Regions from separate parts of the Xenopus laevis genome. Here region 1 is linked to region 2. A link is a contact called in public Hi-C data. All regions are on one chromosome and are shown on one strand. Each heading gives the region's core, a stretch centred on a gene start, on an enhancer-like site or on the middle of the called end of the contact. The rest is flanking DNA. Distances are from core to core; before and after follow the strand shown.

Region 1 (3,369 bases), core at 814-3,313, 290 kb after region 2:
GGTTGTGGGGGGGGGCAGGAATGTAGGGGTCCCAGTAAAGCCATAATTAATGAGTAATTTCAAAATATCTTGGTAGAATAGGCCAATTTACTAATGCTTTGGGCCCTAAACCATAAAAAATTATAAAGATGTATTTGCCATTTAAGGTTATTGTATTCCATTAAAACAATGACGTGAGTAACAATCTCCATTTTCAGAAACCCGAGTTTCACATTTAAGTAATCAGCTCGTCGCCATCAAACAGCTGCATGAAGAAGAAGGACGCCCCTGGATAGAAAAGGCACCACTGAATGAGGAATTGCGCCGACTAGTTTATTTCCAGTCCTCAATCCCCTACTGCACTGTCTCCTGATAGTTTACAGTACAACAAGCTTATTTACATTCTGATAAAGAGTGACCCTGATATTATAAACATGTAACACACGGCATTGCTTTGAGAGGAATGACAACTCTTAGTTTTGACCGCTGCGTATATTTGCTAATCCGGACATTTTGAGTAAATCACAATATTGCCTGTCTGTTTACTTTCACACACCCACGCAAGTAGAGTACTCAGGCATGACTTGGCCAAGGCAGATGGGGGTCTGGCGTTGGATGATGTTGGATGGCCTTTCAAAAGCTGTGCTCCTGATGCTTTTAAGAACTGTGGCAATAACAGTGGAAGATACCATATGCAAGTGCTCTAAGCTTCTGATGTTACAAGGAGAAGGGACGATATTCACTACAGAAATGCCATAGTCCTATTGGTCATTATTTCATTAAGTTAAAATGTGTATGAGTGAATTACTGGTGCAGCATCTTCCTTGTCATGTCAGCTTATTGCAAAAATAAGTGATATGGAATCTACTCATTGCATATTTGTGTTCCGCCTACTGCATTTATATTTCTATACAGATGTGACTAAGTTAATTGTTATAATGGTTCATATTATGGCGTGCTACCTACCACTGTGCGGCTGTTGTTCAGCAACTCCCAGCAGCCCCTCATCAGGCAGGTTGGCTGCTGAAGGGCTTCTGATATCCTTGACTTAAACACCTAAAACTGTAAGGGGCTGCAGTCTGTTGCTATAATACCGGAGCAGCAATAATACACAATGATTGAAAAAAGTCAGTCATGTTTACTCAAATGAAATCTACCCCTTCAGGGTTGGGAAGGAAGGAAAGAAACAACCTGCTTTCCTTGCAACAGACACATTCAGTCCCAAACAGAAGGAATAATAACTCTAAAAAATCTAAGGGCTGGGTAAGAAAACAGAAATTCAATACGATGAGTGTAAATAGAGAATAGCGCTGCTTTAGTTACAAGGGTAGAAGATTAACTATGCACTGAATTCAATGAGGAGCTACAGGATAAAACATCTGGATAACAGTAACTGACTTGTTAAATGAAACAATCTTCAAACGCAGACAGCTTCGTAAACTTGCATGCTTCCAGTTTCCATGCCTGCGTGATGCATTGTGAACAGGAGGAGAACTAAAGCTGGATTCCACCCTTAGATCAACCCAAGCAGGGCAGGGACATGATTAGACCTCAGCAGAGCAAATGTGCTTAAGAGAGAGTCCAATGATGGACAGCCCACTAGCAACAGAGAAATTTGAAAGGGGAGCTTGAATCACCAGGCTGATCAGCAAGGCTTAAAAAAAAAAAAAAAAAAGAATATTTCTGGGAACAATGATTATATTGAAAGTAGACTGATGAATTAGGGTGATTAGTCACTGCCTTAGGAAGTCAAGAATTTTGCCACACACCCAAAATATCTAAATAAAGAAAAAGGAAGCCTTCCTAATGTAAAACAGAGACCTTGACTTTCTTTCTGTTACCTCGAAAGTCGCCATTCGTGAGCTGGCGTCTGACAATTAGCAAGCACAGGCAACACACAATGCGGCATGGGGGCAGAAAACATCTGTTCTCAAACTGTGGCACAAAAGATTTCTTGAAGCGGGAGATGAAGATGGCTTCTTCTGAGTGAGGATTTTGCCATGAGCACAATATATATGTGCATATGTGTAGCAAAGAGAGGGGGGGGGGAACTCGCTTTTTTCTTTTAAAAGGCTCTGAGTGAAGAAAAGGGAAACCTTTTAATCTGTCAGATTTCATAATTCCAGTGAAAAATGCCTCACTTCTGGCACAACAGCCTGGTGGATCTTAAATTCTTCAGTGCAATGTCATAAATGAATTTTGAAGTAATGGCCCCGTCCTCAATGGTCACCGACAAAGCATTGGGAATTACATTAGGATATGTCTATATAGCTGGTGTCCCTAGGCAAGGGCAAGGATAAACACATAGAGAATGCCATCAGAAGCACCGGCACTAAGCGAGCTACCCCTGGTATTGTAATTACAAATAGTGCCACTTTACTATAAACTTTTTTTATTTACTGTTTTACTTAAGCTGCATATTCTCTTAAAGGACAACTACATCCTAAAAATGAATATGGCTAAAACTGCCATGTTTTATTTACTCAATTTATTGCACCAGCCTAAAGTTTCATTTTGTCAACAGCAGCTATGATCCAGGACTTCAAACTTGTTACAGGGGGTCACCATCTTGGAAAGTGTCTGCGATACTCACATGCTCAGTGGGCTCTGAGCAGCTCTTGAGAAGCTAAGCTTAGGGGTTGTTGCAAATTATCAAGCAGAAAATGAGGTTGGCCTGTTATATAAGCTGATACAGGGTTGATTATAAAATTCTGATGCTTGTTGCGCTGGTTTCTGTGCTGCCATGTAGTAATTATCCTTATTAATTACTAATCAGCCTTATAGTGTGACATTTCTAATCTATGTGTACTGTATATTGTGAGTGGGTCCCTAAGCTCAGTAAGTGACAGCAGCACAGAGCATGTGCACTGAATCAGCAGAAAAGAAGATGAGGAGCTACTGGGGCATCTTCGGAGACACAGATCTTGCCTGCTAAATAGCCGTGGTTGCCTTGGGCTGTACAAAACATAATGTGCAACATTTCTAGCTACTTCTTTAGTTGTCCTTTAAGCTTAGTTCTTAACTAATGTGAGCTATTACTTCCCTCTACAATCTAGTTGGATGACCGATGCTCATCAGAGGTCATAAGGATACACTGGTCACAAGCCTTCAACTAACTACAGATACGCCTCCTGTTTTATAGTCACGTAATACTACAGGTATGGGATCCTTAATCTGGATACCTGTGCTCAAAATTACAAGAAGGCCATCTCCCTTAGGCTCCATTCTAAAAAATAAATTAAATTTTTTAAAAATAATTTCCTTTTTCTCTGTAATAATAAAACAGTACCTTGTACTTTATGGTAACTAAGCTGCATGAATCGATATGGCTGGCATAACAATCCTGCTGGGTTTATTTGCTTTGTAAATGTAAAACTAGGTCCTAAGCAT
Region 2 (3,376 bases), core at 736-3,235:
TTTGATTGCTGCTCCTGCTCAATAAATAGAGTGTGCTGTACAAGATCCCAGTGCTTTTAAGCCCTTATGGCTCAGGTTAAGGGCAAAGGTGCCAGTCACTTTGGTGTCTCCCTGCCAGGGGAGATTTCCCTCTGACTCTCCAACCCACTGACGAGTCTCTGGATGTTCTGCAGCTCATTTATGGAATCCTTCATGGAGGCTTTGGGAGAGAGGGAGTTTGAGTGGGACCTTTTGGGCACAGGAGTGTCTGGGATTGGACTGGACTCCCGGCTACTGCCAGGTTTGGAGCTCTCTGATCCCGGGTTGAGGCTGCCAGGCAAGCCAGTGGTCAAGAGGTTAGTGCTGGGAGGAATGCCCACCGGGATTTGGTAGGGATTAAAGCGGAGGCGGGGCCTTGTGCTGCTGAGGAAAGGGTTCCTTGGCATAGTAGTCGCAGCGCTGGTAGCTGGCATCGCCGATGCAGCTGCTGCAGCTGCTGCCATGTAAGTGTAGGGATAAGGAAACAACCCTCCAAATGCGGGCATTGGTATTCCCTAGGGGATAAAGAAGAGAGATATTCAGCATACAATGTCCATCAGTAAATAAAAGAACAATCCCTATAAGCACCCATTTTTTTCAACACAGCGCTATAATAAGCAATGCCCTGTACCTGTTACATGATGCAACTTTTAACTACATATTTAAATAAACAAAAACATATATATATATATATATATATATATATATATATATATATATATATATATATATATATATAATTGAAGGCCTATGCGAAGTATAACAGGGTCTAGCGGGGCGTCCTCTGCTGGCAGCCTGGTGTACTCCAGTTAATTGGGAAGCAGTTTTAATATATTTCCAGCCCAACGTTCTTTCAACTTCCCATCTAAAGGTCTAGGTAATAATCTCCTCAAGGCTTTCACATATAAAAAAATACACACACCTAAGATTAACAGTTTATAGACACCAATCCATCCTTTAAAGCACAACATTCTATATAACATTCCACAGATAAAACATTTTAATTGTAAACTTTTTTCATGTATCGACTTCACCAGGACACTCTACCTCCAAGAATTGTTATTGAAAGAAAATTCTATTCTAAGCAACTTTAAAAAAAAAAAATCATACATTAATAAATTGTCAATAGTTATTTGTAAAGAGAATTTCAGCACAAAGTTGTAATTCTTTATCCCTTTCTACTCCCTGGTTCTGACTATTGAGACAATGTCAATTCTCCTTAAAGTTCATTATCAGCTGGCTTCTTTTATATTGTTGCAAGAATCCCAGCCAGGAGTAAATAGCCAGTCAAATATTCCTTACAAGTTACATTTAAAAATAACTTTAAAACTGCAAGTTGCTTATAACTGCATTTTCTTTCACAATGTAAAAAACAAAAAAGAGCACAGTTTTGCACAGAATATACGTTTATTACATTGTATTTCCCGTGCAAAATGAAATATTAAAGGTACAAAAACTGTACATCGCTGATTCCATTTCTTTGTTACAAATATAAAGCCCAGAAGTATTATGGAACAGGACACACGACAGATATTGGCAGCCAAGCAGGACAGTCAGACGATCTGACCACTATGAAACTGTATGCCATATTAATGCAAGCACCGGGTCTATTTCTCAGAGACATAGAAAATTCCCAGAGATATTGGAAACTCTGTATCGGGTTCATTCAGGAAGAAAATGAAAAGGTTACAAACAGCCTGTTTGCCAAAGAGTTCAGTAGAACTGTGTCCGTTGTGCAAATGGGCATGAGAATGTCAGATCCGACTATAAATCATTCTACTGACATTGCAGCTAAAGTAATAAGTCGCCTATATATGTTTCTTAATTTGCAAGGTTAATAACAACAGCGACATCTTGTGGTGGGTCAGGGCAAACGCACAAGCATTAACATTTTATAAAAACAAGGGCAGTCATTAGAGAATATGACTCTTACCTGAGAGGCCAGCATGTGTTGGGAAAAGTGAAATGGGAAAGGATTAGCTGCTCCCGTTGCCCCCTGCACTGAGGAAAGGCTGCCATTATCCAGAGCACCTGCCCCTGTCATTGAGGCTAGTAAATGTCCCATGCCCATGGCAGAGAAGGCTCCCGGGCCCATTGTAAACTGTCCCGGGTGAATGAACAAAGGCTGTCCGGCGTTCAAGGGGTTAAAAAACTGCTGGCCGTGGAGGCCTGAGAGAGCCAGGCTTTGCAGATGGCTAGCGCTCAGGTGAGGTGGGCTATCAGTCTGTACCATCAGGGGGGCAAAGGTCTCTTTACTTAAACTCCCACACTCCGGGTCACTTTTAGAGTCCTCTTTCCTCCTGCTCTCCGCCTTGTCTTTCTCTAAGCTCCTGATGCTGCTGAATAGAGAGTCGCTGCCGTCCTTGCGACTTTCTGGGGAGTCGGATTTCTTTTCTGGAGTGCTCTTGTCTTTGCCCCTGTCTTCGAGTCTGGGGCTACTAGGGGGGCTACGGTGGCCAACTGGGCTATGGCTTCTGGCGCTCCTGATCTCTCGCCTGTCCAGCTCCTGGTCACTGTCTGCCCCGAACTTCTCTTCTGCAGCACAGGAGAAATCGCAGGTTAATTGATTGAGTAGTCAAAGAGGTAAATCAGCAGTGATAGAATCACAGTCCCCCTCTTTCGCATCTAGGAACACTGTCACTGCGTCCTTGAATATTTACAACTTTGTATAACCTCCAGCACATCTATACACAGGATTCTCACTTAATGCACCCTGTTCTCTTCTCTCTTTTACCATATTGTATTTCTTTCTATGGTACGTGTGTTTATGGAATGGAAATAAGCTACACTGATGCATTCAATCTGCTTGATTGATATCTTTATCGTTTAATCCAAATAGAAAAAAACGAACATAAACTGCTTGTTTGTGTGTGGGGAAATATAAAGATAGAATACACATGAAGAAAATACTATTATTCGGAGTTCATTGATTTACATGACTTTGGGCTCTGACTTCTCTGTTTAGTTTTATACAACCTTGAGTGAAAACAGACATTTCTCTCCTTTGATGTGTAGAATAGAACTATTTGTGCAGCGTGAAAAATGGAATAATACTTATGGTATAAATCAATGGAATTTATTTCAATAGGTGAGTTAAGCTTTTTATTTGCATTGTGCTTGAAGAAAGTAAAACTAAAAATTGTAAGAAAAATAAATAAAAAAATAATAATAATTCCAGCACCTAAGAATTATATTTGAGAGCCTGCTTTTAGAAGAAACTGTAGTCAAGTTCTAATAGAAACTGTTATTAATGTGATTATGGTAATTATACATCCATGGGAAAAGGGAAATTATACACAAAGAATATTGAATATAATCGAATATTACAAATATTTTTAATAGGTTTTTTTTTCGTGTT

What was found. Hi-C and Micro-C count contacts between places; a contact is called where the count stands out from the background.
Region 1: a contact with region 2 is called in a Hi-C map of the XL177 cell line, with 2.7 times the contacts expected there. The contact joins two enhancer-like sites.

The regions. Positions count from the first base shown.
Region 1 is chr2L:96,274,033-96,277,401 of Xenopus_laevis_v10.1, forward strand. All of the region lies in intron 24 of bcas3.L (breast carcinoma-amplified sequence 3), which reads right to left. Among protein-coding and RNA genes, the nearest start is that of tbx2.L, 280 kb to the left of the region's middle. Within about 2 kb of position 2,064, at least 1 of the 7 cell types and tissues checked has an H3K27ac peak or open chromatin away from gene starts, as enhancers often do.
Region 2 is chr2L:95,985,271-95,988,646 of Xenopus_laevis_v10.1, forward strand. tbx2.L (T-box 2 L homeolog) reads right to left here. Exons shown (of 7, transcript NM_001087905.1): 6 at 1,952-2,553; 7 at 1-533. The coding sequence ends at 96. Among protein-coding and RNA genes, the nearest start is that of tbx2.L, 10 kb to the right of the region's middle. Within about 2 kb of position 1,986, at least 1 of the 7 cell types and tissues checked has an H3K27ac peak or open chromatin away from gene starts, as enhancers often do.